Regions from separate parts of the Drosophila melanogaster genome. Here region 1 is linked to region 2. A link is a contact called in public Hi-C data. All regions are on one chromosome and are shown on one strand. The core of a region is the stretch at or near the end of the contact, and the rest is flanking DNA. Distances in the headings are between cores, read along the strand shown. Region 1 holds the start of CG5823. Region 2 holds the start of CG34278.

The links. A called contact is a pair of places that touch in the nucleus more often than the background predicts.
Region 1: a Hi-C map of the Kc167 cell line shows a contact between it and region 2, with 3 times the contacts expected there. A contact is called at or near these places in 3 of 107 Hi-C or Micro-C datasets (the D17-c3 cell line, the Kc167 cell line and embryo) and 2 of 7 datasets of targeted methods (both in the Kc167 cell line).

What each region holds. Positions count from the first base shown.
Region 1 is chr3R:17,529,133-17,536,337 of dm6, reverse strand. CG5823 reads left to right here and starts at 1,751. Exons shown (of 4, transcript NM_142374.3): 1 at 1,751-2,219; 2 at 2,281-2,715; 3 at 3,008-3,078; 4 at 3,139-4,013. The coding sequence starts at 2,415. The coding sequence ends at 3,618. P5cr-2 (Pyrroline-5-carboxylate reductase-like 2) reads right to left here and starts at 1,523. Exons shown (of 4, transcript NM_001275741.1): 1 at 1,455-1,523; 2 at 1,287-1,385; 3 at 1-305. The coding sequence starts at 1,302. It overlaps l(3)07882 (lethal (3) 07882), which reads left to right. Exons shown (of 3, transcript NM_001316506.1): 3 at 1-805.
Region 2 is chr3R:17,116,759-17,124,086 of dm6, reverse strand. It overlaps CG34278, which reads right to left and starts at 3,622. Exons shown (of 1, transcript NM_001104347.2): 1 at 3,279-3,622. The coding sequence starts at 3,608. The coding sequence ends at 3,333. It overlaps cher (cheerio), which reads left to right. Exons shown (of 19, transcript NM_001275730.1): 2 at 4,933-5,350; 3 at 6,786-7,146. CG42779 reads right to left here and starts at 2,510. Exons shown (of 1, transcript NM_001300441.1): 1 at 2,000-2,510. The coding sequence starts at 2,494. The coding sequence ends at 2,309.

The DNA of each region.
Region 1 (7,205 bases), core at 502-3,001, 410 kb before region 2:
CACGACAGCCGGCAGATTGGGCATCACACGGATGACGCGAGCTTGTGGAGATAAACTGGACTCGATGGTGGACAAAGTGATGCCCATGGCCACGGAAAGGAATAGTTTGCCCGAGCTCAATGGCTGAATCTCCGACAAAACCGAGGGAACCACTTGGGGTTTCACGGACACGAAGACCACATCCGATTGCTGCACAACGGGTGCATTCTTGATCACTGTTTCCACTCCCAGGGATTGAAAGGACTGCAGGGAGAGCTTATCTGCCGGATGGACGCTGGCTATCAGGGTATTGGGTTTGGCCAGGCCTAGGAAATGAATTAGGAAATTTGGCGATTATATGATGAAATCCTTAACGTCCTATCCTTTTGTATCTAATTATAAGATGATGTTAGTTCATATATATATTGCATATCCAAGTGTGTCTTATCTATTGTCTAGCACAAAGTATGTCAGACTACAAATCTATTTTATTAGTGGCTTTCTCACCGGCCGCTAGGAAACCCTTAGCCAAAGCCTTGGCCATATTCCCGCCTCCCAGGAATCCGATCTTTCCGATTGCCGACATTAGTTAATGGGTTAAAAAGTCCGCGGACTGTGAGTACTGAACTTTCTGCTGGTGGAACGGCAACTGTGCGCCCGCCGCCGGCGTTGACCAAAAACAGACGCGAGGATTGATAAGAAATCTTGCCCGGCCAACCCCCTCCCAATCCCCTGCGTTGAGGGAACAACACACCCAGCGATCTGAGCTTATCATTGAGGTTCCTATGTGTGGGTTCGGCAATCGACAGCGGGGCAAAATAATAATAAATACTAAGAACTTTTCACACATTGTAAATAAAGAAAACATTAAACTATTAATAGTGCTGTTTTACAATCGAATTATATTTGAATAAAAATAGTCATTAAAATCCACTTAAGATAGAGACAAATTTTTAATAGATCATAAATTACAACCCATTATTTAAAGTGAAGTTATTATGATTTCAGCTTATATAACAATCAATTATAATATTGATTGATAATATTGATTATATATAATATGTAGTTTAAAATACAGTTCAAGTGCCGCGATTGCTAATATTTTGCCCGCCGTTGTATTTCCTTATCATTTAGAACAACTGTCATCCGCAACTCATTCACCCATTAATCGGCGTGACGAAGTCCAAATTAATGCGAGATGCCGATGCCCTGTAATCCCTGTAATCGTGCGTTGATCCACTTTCGTGTTTTGGATTCCATTTCTATAAATTTCTATATAGCTGTACTCTTTGGCAATCCTTACTTACCAAGTTTCAAAAACATTCCGCACTTTAAGAGATAACAATCGTTATCAATGTGAGCGTGATAACAGTAGAGGCGATATACACATGCTTATTTGTAAAGGGCTACATTAGAAAACCAAAGTATTTACTTTGTATATTACAAAATATTGCCATAGGGATTTTGGGACATACCCGGGTATACTAGATACGTTGGAAAGTAGATACCGCCTAGTAAGCAATTTTCGAAAAGAGTTCTTTCTTCTTTTTATCATATCTCGCATTAAGTAACGGGTATTTGATAGTCCAGCAAATCGGCTAAAACTAAAAGATCTATATTTACTGTTTTCAAAGAATTGCACAGATTTGAGAGTCAGTTAATTAGCGGATACATACACCACTCCATCCAATTTTCTCACCGTATGCAGCAAAGTTTCCCTCCTTCACCACGTGGTGAGGAAGCCAACATAGACTCTGGTAACACTAAACTGGAGATGAAACTTACTTCCGCACACGGTACCACTAAACTCTTCATGCCAAAATAAAAGATTAAATTAAGATATTGCCAGCTCCAAACCCGGATATATAACCCCACAAGTGATTAATACGAATTAGGGGCATCCACTGTAGCGGAGTAAGCTCGTGATACTACCAAAATTTACCAAAGTCAAGCCCTAGTTGTCCCCTACACGTGTGTGAGTGTGTGTGTGCGGGTGTCGGTCGTGTGCGCCTGTATATGTGCGTTGTTTTCTCACTCAATTTCATTGCAATTTAAAAAAAAATCAACAAAAACGCAGTAACAGCAGCAACAACAATTAGAAAACGCACTTGTTACCGAGGTTGGCTGCCAGTACTAGAAAAGCAAACAATAAACAACCGAGCTGGCGAGACTGAAATCCATCGCATGATAAACACACCGAACAAGAATCTTCGACAGCTTCGAAATTCTGGAGAAGGACGGTACGTATTGGTATTTATGCGACCAGATACGAGTATAATTGATTTGCAAATTATTCCACAGGGCCACGTCGCTATCTTATCTGCTACAGTGAGAGAAAAACCAGTAGGCCAGTCGTGTTCGATCATAGTTTAGGTTTTCAAACTTGGGCGGTAGTAATTAAGTTCGTTAAAAATTAGCAAAACCAAAACAACACCATGTCCTCGTCGTCGACGTCCGGCGGCCGGAAGCAACCCACTGCTGTGTCGCGCATGAAGCAGGACTATATGCGCCTCAAGCGGGATCCCCTGCCGTACATAACCGCCGAGCCGCTGCCCAACAACATCCTCGAGTGGCACTACTGCGTCAAGGGGCCGGAGGACTCGCCCTACTACGGCGGCTACTACCACGGCACCCTGCTCTTTCCGCGCGAGTTCCCATTCAAGCCGCCATCCATCTACATGCTGACGCCGAACGGTCGCTTCAAGACCAACACCAGACTGTGTTTGAGTATATCAGGTATGTGTCAGTTCCATATCCGTAGGAGTCCGAATCCACAGCTAGAAATAAAGCGGATTGGTTGTCACAGTAGTAGAACATTAAAGAATGGGTAGTAACTACAGGCTTAAAGACTACCATTAACTTTGAACGCTGAATAGTTTTAGTTATGTTTGACGAAGCCGATGGACTTTGTGGCTTAGTCAAACATGTTTTTTGCGACCTTTCAAATAGATATTCGTGTATCTGTTTAGATCTGTTTAGATTCTATTGTTCCAAACATATAACTTATCAACCCTATTGGGATTTTCAGATTTTCATCCGGACACTTGGAACCCGACTTGGTGCGTAGGCACCATTCTCACTGGACTGCTGAGCTTCATGGTGAGTTATTACGAATACATGATCATACGTTTGAGTAAGCCAATCTTAAATCCTTCACAGCTGGAGAGCACACCCACACTCGGATCCATCGAATCATCGAACTATGACAAGCAAATGTTTGCTCAAAAATCACTAGCATTTAACCTGCGCAACACCAACTTCTGTGAGCTGTTTCCGGAGATAGTCGAAGAGATCAAGCAGCGGCTGCGAGGAACACAGGCGGCAGCTGCTGTGGACGGACCCGCTGCCAATGGAGTAAAGCGTTCCAACGGACTGGCCAACGGAGCGAGCCTGGCATCTGCGGATGGCAATCTGGCGGTGGGCGGCTTGGCCAATCCACTGAATGCAGCGGACGCAATCGATGGCGGGGCGGCGGGTCAGGCGGATTTGGCCAGCGGCGGAGGAGCGGCGGTCCAGAATAGTGCACGGAACTCCTATCTAAACTGGCAGTCCGTCTATTCAAACCTGGTGATCATTATCTGCTTTGCAATTTTTGCCCTCATTGTTAATTACGTGATCAAGAACCTGAATCAGGAATAGAATTACCGACACAGCCTCTATATTTATATAAAGAAATAGTTACACATCCGTATGCGTGTGCATATCTAATCTAGTTTACTTTAAAATAGTCTTCGTGGATTGTATACCGCTTGAGAAGTATTTACATACCCCGCTTGATTCAAAAACAACCGCACTAGACCCCCGGCATCCATTCCCACGATTCCCACGATTGCTGACTTAGTCTGAAAATTATCGGCAGCAAAATTTGAAAACACAAGAACACACAATTCAGAACTCGACTTGTGAAATTTAAAAATTGTTTTGTTATGTATTCATTACTATTAACGCCTAGTTTAATGCAACGTGAATAATGCCAGAAATATGTTTGTAAATGAATAAAGAAGCCCGGCAACATATGAGCTCGTGTACAAATTAACCAATATATGTGTGCGTTTCTTGATTATTAAATGGATCTTCATTTTCAGTCGCCACAAATTGCTTGGATGTTGGATGATTCAACTTGTATAATAAGTTGTAATTTGTAGTTGGCTTTTCGCTGGCTAAGCGGCTTAAGTATGAAGCAAAGTCCGCTGGCAGTCGGCAATAATTTTTCCTCACACTAGCTAAGTACGGCCAAATCCAATAAACTGATGCCTGGCTGGGCAACAATGTTACACATTTAAACCGCTTACATTGTTGGCCATCTTAAGCCGAAATTACACACATGACGCTTATTACTCCTGGAAGTGGGCGTTGCGGACCAAGTTCGATGGTTACAGTGAATTGTGGTTACCACAATCTATGTCTTTGAAGTAAAAACAATCTATGTCTTTGAAGTAAAAACTACAGAATAATACTATGATTTTTTTTTAAAACTATCTATAACCAGTATATATATTTATACGATATATTCGCTTTGTAGGAATATTTTATAGATTTAAAGTCGTTTTAATAGTTTTCCAGGAAAATAAAATACTTGCTGAACAATAACAGATTTATAGAGAAGAGAGTTTAGAATTATTAGAAAATTCGGGAAAAGAAAATCCGATTACCCAGCAGACGCGGCAAACTCCTTTAAAATAAAAGGACGCAGCGACGACTTTGTTTTGCACAGAAAGTTTTTTTGGCCAGACGCTGAAGTTGATAATTTAACTAACGTAAATTTCAAGTTCAGGCAGCATGGCAAAGTTTCCGACTGCGGCTGGCACTCGCAACTTTTCAAATTTGGTTGTTTGTTTTATGAACTTGCAACAGTTTAAGCCAATTTCGGCTGCACTGAGGGAGAAAACCACCAGAAGATACACAACATTAAATGATATCCCGGATGGCCAAAGAGTCCAAGACACACAGACCCCATAACCGAGACATTTCTGGTCCTGTCATCGAGTATTTTTATGCGGGCTGCCGATGGGCGGGGATTTCGGAATCGCTTGTGCTTTTTGCTCGAAATTTATTTTGAGTACCCACCAGGATGGCAACTGGCGTCTAAGTCCGAAGTGTCTCCTGCACTTCCGCCTTATCCTTTTGATGCTCGGGCGGATGTGCAATTTTTGCTCATTTGTTCTTGGCATTTATAAGCTTCAGTTTGCCCGAAAAGAGGTCACTGGCATTGTGGGTCCAAGGAGTTCATTGTTCGCCGCCGAGCTGAAATCCCCAAAATGTGCCAGGCTTAAATGTCCAACAAATAGCTGCAGGACATTAGTTGACGGCAATAAATGTCGATGCTCCCGGGCTAAGCGGCTTATCCACAGCAAATATAAATATGCGCGAGTAAGCTTGCGAAAACAAAACACAAATGGAGTGGTCAACGGCTATTCGATGCGATGGCCACAAGGGGAAGTCGGCCCAACGGGGCTATAAAAATAATGACCAAAACAAAACCAAGTGCCCACGGCCAAGACGGAAGGCCAGATAAATAAATGTAAATAAATAAAAAAACAAATGCCATAATCATTAAGTACGCCTCATTGGCGGACATGTGCCCCGAAGTTCCTGGCCATCTGGAGCTGCCTTTATGCGTTCCGTTCTGCACAGGAGAAAAATAAATAATGGCAAAAATATATAGGGTTTCAATATATGGAGAGCCCATTAATACGTAGCTGATTTCAGAACCAAATTTTATTAATATAATATAGGGTATATCTTACGGATATAAAAAGCAAACACTTAATATTAATTAAATGGTCATATTAAAATATGTTAATGTTAATATGTTAAAATTTGAAATTGGTGTTTAAATAATGTCTTACTTTATATTTCTCATTTTTTTTTCTCAGTGTCATGTGACTTGACCAACCAGGGGTCGTAAATGTTACACATCCGCACACAGAAAACCCACACAATCGCAGGCCAATGCGCATATAAATGAAATGTTTGTTAAATTATGTGGGCAATATACGTTTATGCCTGTGTCAGTGTGCGCAATAAACGATAAAGCATAAACTTAATATGCAAAGGCCACGCGAAAATAGCAACAGCCGAAATGTATGCTATGTTTTCCCTTTCGCGTGTGGGCGACTGTGTGTGTGTGTGTGTGTGTGTGCGCAGGCATATGAGCATTCGCTTTATCAATGCATAAACAAATGGACATCAGCTGCGAGTTATGGCAGGATTGCCTAAGCGAAAGGGCAAGTGGGGTTAGACGGAAAAAGGACCTCATAAGTCTGGTGAAATTTAAAAATAATTAGTCTAGGGATAGAGTGAAAATTAAGTTAGATTTTGGTATTCATTTATGTAAAGTACACTTTACTTACCCTAGTCAAACTTTCCCTGCTCTAGTACCTTTGTTATTATTATAATTTATATGAATTTAGGAAATTTAGGATTGCAAGTGGAATTATTTATATATGCATTATTACATTTTATGTGTTACAACTGGGTTTTTAACAAAGTTAAATAATTCAAGCGCTCGTTAGCCATTGAGTAAGTAATCAAAGGTATAAAAGATGATTTTCTGCAGAAAACAGAAAGTGTACATTCATTTATTCCGCTTGAACATTTGCATAAATCGATAAATGATTATGGGCAAGGGCATTCCAAGTGGCCACATATGTACTCATATGCAACGAAAGGATGAGCAGTGGTGGGGATGGCCAATTGGAGGGCTGGACAATCGTTAATTCATCCTGTCAACGGTGTGGAGCTCGTTAACTGGCGGAAGTAGTACACTTGGTCGCTAATCTATGGCCCCTCTGTGAGCTTTATGGACTGGCAGTCCAGTAACTGGATGTGCCCTGCTCCATCATTATCAGGTCCCAGTATCATTGCTGAGGCGCATTGTCCTGCGAATTGTAAATGGCCAAATTCGCAGGACGATTCTAATGCGACCTGATGCGTAGAGGGCTGTGGAAAAAGTTTACTCACCACTCAACCGCAGCACCATAAATTTCAATTAGTGCGGATGCATTTGGGCATTTGCATGTGCCAATTATGAATTATGAACTCGGGATTCGGCTAGCTGACTAATTGCTGATTGAGTTGCGCCTGGGACTGGATTTGGTGTGGCATTGGTCTTTTGCCAATTTAGTGGATCTACCAATCAATGCCTAATTGTTGTCCCAGTCGAGAGGCAATTGGGTCATTCTGTTGGCCGAAGTTCTGGGGAACGGAACAGCCAACTGCCAAAA
Region 2 (7,328 bases), core at 2,373-4,872:
AGCTGTTGAATTAATTCAAACGCCATGAATAATGATGGTCAATAAAAATAAAATTTGTTTAAAAGTACACGCGCTGCGCGTTCACACGGAAATTAAATAGGTTTTGAGAAATGTTAGTACAGAGTTGTTATGAATGGTGTTTCATATCTAAGCATAATTAGATCTTAAAATTCTTACTGGTTTTTTGAAGTTCATAAAAATGGTGACTATAGTTTAGTTTTCTTAATTTTATTTTACGGATTGATTTTGGTAGATCACTTAAGACTTCCTAAAACCCCTTTTAAGCGCCATGATAGCACTGAAATCAGATAATCAGAATAAAATTGTTTGATATATTTAGCGTGCTCTTGCTGCGTTTTATCTTCAAACGAGCATAAACATTCAAGCCAAATAAAATCGAGGAATTTATGACAGCTGATTTGGCCGGAGCTAGTTAGTCATCTCACAAGAATAAACAACATACAACTGTACATATGCTTTTCATTTAAGAGTTCTACGGGTTCTACGATCCCCCGATTTGGGATTCTTTATCAGCGCCTCGTGAGTCAAATGACGGGGAAATGCGGAATGTACTTGGGGCGACCGCCAGAGATGGCCAAAAGCCAATCATTTTTGCAGGAGGCACTTTCAATTGTGACCAGCAGCAGAGAAGATTGAAGCAAAAACATAAAACACAAAAGACGGCAACCAGTTCTATGAAAAGAATAACAACAAAATCAGCTGCGCGTCGAAAATCACATTTGTGATGAGTTGCAGGGGGTGGGGGGGGATTGCGGGGCAAGCGGTGGGTGGGGACTGGGGGGTCTCATGTGGTAGCGTCGCCAAAAACCTGCCAAACAGAGTCAAGAGTGCAGTCGACGTCGACTGCGACTGCGACTGCGACGCCGAGTCAACGTCACACGCAATACCAAAAACACAACACAAAACATGAAGCGAGATAAATATTGAACAAATTATGTATTGAAGACCTTTGACAGACGAGGATGCACTTTTAGAAACTTGTGAGAAATGTATTCATTTATTTAATATGATCTGAAAAAAATAAAAATACAAACCACAATTTTATATTTTATACTATAACTATGATATACATAATAATATTGTATTCTAATTTCATTTCCAACTTGAAATAATAATAGAAAAAATCGAAGGCAAACCTTTGTTATCTGTCAACCAGTAGGAGTGTGTAGAAAGTATCTTTTGGAATTATAACCTATAAGCGTTACCTAATATTTGCTTAGGGAGTTACTTAAGATGATCCCCGTCTGTATGATTTATCTGAGAAAATAATAATAAAGAAATTGAGCAATAAGCGGCGAGCATTTGGCTGCATAAAAACTTTGAGCAAGGAGGCGCACACAACTCAGTCGAGTTGAGAAATTGTCGCGGCCAGTACGAGTACGTGTAGCAAAGAACCCGAAAGCAACGCGCGCATTTCGTGCACACATTTTCAAAACCAAAAGAAAGAAATTCTGAAATTTGTTTACGAAAAAAAACGAAGGATTTGCCAGTCGTGTTTGTGTTGTGTTTTTTTAGAGAGAAACGTGCTCGCCACGCCAGGAATTGTGTAATTAGCGGGCCATCAAGTGTTCAGTATTAAGCACCCCCACTAAAGTATTACAACTCGAGATCATTCGACAGCGATCCCTATCAACCAACAGAAAAACCATCGATATGGCGTCCAGAAAAGTGAGTTTTTTTTTTTGTTGTTTTGTGGGCCTAGGGTGGCCCTTATCCGATCGGCAAACGTTGCATTTCACCCACACGATTTTCCACGATATATTCACGACGAAAATGGAGGACATGTGGTTCTCATTACCTGTTCATAAAAACTAAATATTTGTCAATTTATTTTTAGTCCAATGGGCGGTCGAAATTTGCTCACTTGCGCCTTCGCTGTGCAAATGTTGGGTGTAATTTTAGTTTCAAATAAATTCAAATTAATTAAAATGGAAGTGCAAATTTATTTAGCATTTCATTGGCGGCGTTCGTCGACGCTGATTCATGCGATTCCCCAGCGATGCAAGTGGCGCCTCACGTATTCATCGTCACTTGGCCGCCGTTTTTGGCCCGATTTGAAATGTTTATTTCCATATAAGGGTATCCTCAGCCAGACGCACTTGTTCCATATGGCCAGCTGTCCCCGAGCAGCTCCACTTCCTTGTGGAATGTAGTGAAGGTTTCGAGTCCAAAATATACGATTGTTATACGCATTGAACCTTGTAGAAGTGCTATTTAGGTGTTTGAAGTTTTTGGGATTGTTCTATATTTTTATTTTACTCAAAAATATGAATATTTTGAAGCCATATTATTTATAAAAGAAATATAATTTCTTGGCGTCAGCTGATTCACATGGAGTTGCTGTAGTTGTTGCCGGTATTTCAGTTGTACTTGCAGAACCCCAATCAATGTTCTCCGTTGTTGTTGTTGTTGTTGCGGCAATTGCAACAGCTACCATGGTGCACAAAAGGAGGAGGATGGCAAAAAACTTCATGTTGCTAACTTTAAATCGAAACTGATATTTCACTCAACATATTTTGCCCTTATATACGAATAAGACTTCAGAACAATTGTTAACACAAGTGCTTGCAAGATTTGATGGATGAAATGGTGGATGGAGTGATGGATTAGGACAGTTGAGTAAATACTCTAATTTGCCTTTCCAAAAATAAATGTACACGTGGCAAATGTTTAGCACGTGTAAATATACAGTACACGTTTTAACCGGATTGGTTATGATTTTCTTAAACAAGTGCTTTATATTAATTATTTAAAGTATTTTAAATCGTAAGCTGAGTTTATGAGGAACATTAGCATTAGCTAGAGCTTTGTTATTTACCTAACAAATTAATCGTCAACTTATACTCGTTAATTGTAGAGTATAAGGGTATACTAGGTTTGTTTAAAAGTATCTAAAAGCTATAAGAAATCGTTTTCTAACTTATATAACTTATTCTAACAGATCTCGGAAACAATAATGCTAAAAAGTTAACAGTATTATTATTATTGCTATTATTATTATGCATAATTATTAATAATTATAATGATTCTATAGAAGTAGACGCAGCGCAAGTTGGTTTTAAAATGATGTCTCGCCCACTCTTACGTCATAAACTATCGAGAGCTGAGTAACGGGTATCAGATAGTCGAAGAAATCTACATTCCTCTTCTTTGTTTTATTTATAATTATAGTTATATTGCAAAATGTCATTGGTTAACGCTTGGTAAACCATAATTTTAAGGCTGAGTAAATCATTAAAAATGGCTAATTGATAGGTCTAAAACTTTTTTCACTTTATTGCTTCAGAATAATTAACCTAGTTAGAATTAATTTAGTAGAAGAAGTAAAGTTTCTTGCCGCAAAGGCCACCAGGACCTCCCACGCAGGGCGGCAGTGGGGGAGGGACTTGTCCACAGGGTCCTTGGGGTCCGCTGCCACATGGAGGCTGTGCCAAGGGAGCTAGGGTAGTGTCAGATGCAGGGGCGGTAGTGTCCTGTTCCGTAGTTGAATCAGATCCGTAATCATAGTCCGCAGAGGGTGACGTAGAAGCAACCATGGCAAATCCTACAATGCCGCAGAAGAGGAAGAGAACAGCGAAAAACTTCATTTTGATAACTCCGTAGATGCAGTGGTAATTTACTGCCAAAACCTCGCGAATATATACTTTTCCTTTTTGGCTAGTCAAATATTATGACAATTGCGAAAAATTTATTTTCCATGACAAGAGTAAAAAATCTCATTAAAAGAAACAATTGGGCAAACATCAGAGAACGTAATCATGGAATTATTTTATTGTCTAGATATAGATTAGCTTTGTTTTTGGCGAGTAGTGTGGTTAGGAAAGTGAGTGCCTTATAAGGATAACTCCCTTGGGGAATTTCGCGAAGGACTCCACAGAGCCAAAAAAAAAAAAAAAACAACATTACTCATACTCATCATATGTATGTACATAGCTACCCGTTTTGACTTTGACTCATTTGGCTAAAATTAACAATTCCTAACCATATCGAGAAGGTCGCTGGTTGTCAGCCCCATTTGCTTGGCTCATTCACTTGTCTGGCCGACGCCGTGCATTTGCTTCTGCCTTTCGTTTTTGCATTTGATCAGGCGGAAAAAAGGGGGAGTGGAATTAAAAGGCACTGCCAAAAGCAATCCTCAAATATGCCAAATATTTACCAGAATTATTTGCTCTTCCCTGGTCATGGGCGTTGGTGTGGGTGTGCAAGGGGATCATGAGTCACTTTATTTGGGTTCACGTTCTGAAAAAGGGTCGGGATTTGAGAATTCCAGGGCTTGGCCCCCCTATATATACGAATATAACTACATACATATATACGAATGGTAATGCTGCCGACTAAAATAGCAAATATTTTTAAACATTACCAATGGCTTTTGTGCACTAAAACGAATAAAATGAATCGTTTTATTCTATGACTGGTTTATTAGTCACTGATTTACTGGGTAATATTATTATCGCTCCGAGCTTACGCTTATGCTACTAATGTTGTTTTGATGGCAGATTAATATTGGGTGTTTTTTAAAATTTTAAATAAATATAAAGTAAAAAAAAACATAATGGAATTGAAATAGAAAAATTGAATGGAATGGAATAATGTCGTATAAACCTGTTATATTTTAACAAAAAACTTTATTTTGGGTAACCACTCTTTGAAAAGCCGATTATTATTGGTGCATACTTTGGGGCATATCGAAGTTCTTATAAGTTATAAAATATACATATTTAACTTTACGCTCTCACACTGAAACTGAACTTGAATCTGTTAATAATTTTCTTTCGAAAACTGGTTTTGTGTGCTGGCTGAGAAAAAGACATTTTTAAGAGAACACAATTCTCAAAATGTTAAAGAGAAAGAAAATGCTCTCTTGTTTTATTTTTTGTTTGCCGCTCTCTCGCCCCTCTCTTTATTCAGCAAATCAGCTGATATGGCGGATCCGAATGCCGGTGATCGGCGACAAACTTCAACGTTTAAAAATAAGAATTTATTTAACGGTGGTACGTGCTCGAGTAACAACGCTGACGGTCCCGGATCGGCAAATTTAACGCACGGCGGTGAATTGGTGCAAAACGCGAATTATACAAACGGTCAAACGACGCAGGCGACCATATTCCTCAGCAACAATAACAACAGCAGTAATACGGGCAACCACTACTACAACAACAGCAACAGTCACGGCAGAAAGAACGCGCCAAATTCGCAGCAAAATCAGCAAAACGCGTGTGTTTATACGACCAGCAATAGCAACAATAACAATTTGGAGCACAACTTTAGCAACTTACATTTCTACGCCCAACAGCCAGCCGCACACTACGACGTTTGCCATCAACAGGTGTGTGTGTGTGTGTGTGTGCGAATAGAGTGCGGCAGTGTGCGTGAGCCACAGGCGAACTTCACTATGATGAAGTTTCAGGAAACTCCCGGTCATTCGAAAATTGATTGTCGCGAATCAAATTCAAAAATCAAATTCCCTTAATCGAAGTCTTTAAAATATTCCCTTATTTTACGTTTGAAAAGAATGAAAGATAACCGTAGATTTTTAGGAATTCCTAGGAGTTTATCATTCTGAGAAACACCTTTTTTTTAAAGGATTGAATGCTACACATTAGAAGCTATAAATGCAGAACTGGACAATTCAAATTTAGTGATAATAGAGCAGTTAACTTTTTCAACCAACTACTATGTACAGAAATTAGATATATGATTTATCTAAGCACCGTTTCACTGTAGTTTTTGTAAGTGCTGCAGTTCACACTGCGTTTTGTCGCGGCATTTCGCAATTAATGAAAATGTTAATGAACTTCACACGCTGCGCACTCGAGCACTTCACTCTAATTTCTTCTTCTAGCCGTATTCCCCTTGTTGGCCTGGCCCAGACAGACAATTGTGAGGGGGGGCCGCGGGGGCTCTACTTCTCTATTTCTGTTGGTTTTTCGGTGGTTTCCTCGGTTTGTGTGTGGCACGCGAACTCCGCTTTGCTCCCTTGTCCGTCGCCTTCTGATCACTCCGCTTTGTGCTCGATCTTCGCGGCGTTTCTGTCTGTATACCCTTTTCGGGAACTTTTCGGGCAAGTTGGTGGTAAACAATGAATTAGGCGGAGTTACCTGGGAACTTGTTTCGCCGGCTAAGAGATAAGGGCAACTCGCAAGCTTGACGGAAATACGGAGTTCTTCAATGTGAACCACTCAAATGTTTATTTACATATTATCTTCATCATTTCATCACTTAACAAACGTTCTAAAATATAATAAATTTCAATAAACTCCAGAGACAATTTAAAAGATACCACAATCGTTACTCTGAAAAAGATATTTCAGCCTCAAAATAAAAATTGTTATTCTTGAAGAAACCTAACGTGCTGAAAGTCATAGAAAAGTTTGACTTCAAATAAAAGTTCGGAATTACCCCGAGAAGCGTATTCCAAAGTCGCCTGCTCTCGAAAGTTCATTGATTCTTGATAGCCGCTTCGTTGCGCGACATGCGTGGAAAGTGGACAGTCCACTCCAGTGAAGTTCTGCAACTGGAACAAGTCTTGGCCTACGCCACACCTAGTGGGATCCGATCAGATCCATTCGAATCAATTTGCTTCTTAGCACCAGGAGTGGAGTTTGATGGTTTTTAATGGAGATCGCTCTTGCATAGTTGCTAAGTGATTTTCGAAGTAACGACGTCCCACACGCAGTCATCAAGACACCCATTTACCGGCACACCCATCCAAATCTAGTAAACCCGGCTAACTTGATATTTGCGTAATCGCTAACCCACAGACGAACGACTACTACCAGCCAGCCAGACAGGAGGGCCAGCAGGCGGATCAGTACGAGGAGAACTTTGACGAGGACATGGAGGCCGAACGCGATCTCGCCGAGGATGCGCAGTGGAAGAAGATCCAACAGAACACCTTCACCCGGTGGGCCAACGAGCACCTGAAGACCATCGATCGGTCGATCAACAACCTGGAGACGGACCTGTCCGACGGCCTCCGACTGATCGCCCTGATCGAAGTGCTGTCCCAGAAGCGAATGCCCAAATACAACAAACGCCCAACATTCCGCAGCCAGAAACTGGAAAACGTCTCGGTGGCCCTGAAATTCCTTCAGGATGAGGGTATCAAAATCGTTAATATTGGTAAGTGAGACACACATGTGTGTATGTATTTGAATTTGAAATTCCCAGAATTCTTGGATTAAGCTTGGGTTGGGTCCCACGTATCTCTAATAGTTTTAGCAACCGCACAATTGCGGTCGTAAAGCAACTTTATGCATTAATTAGATGCGCTCGCATCGTTGGCCATCGAAAATGTTTCCATT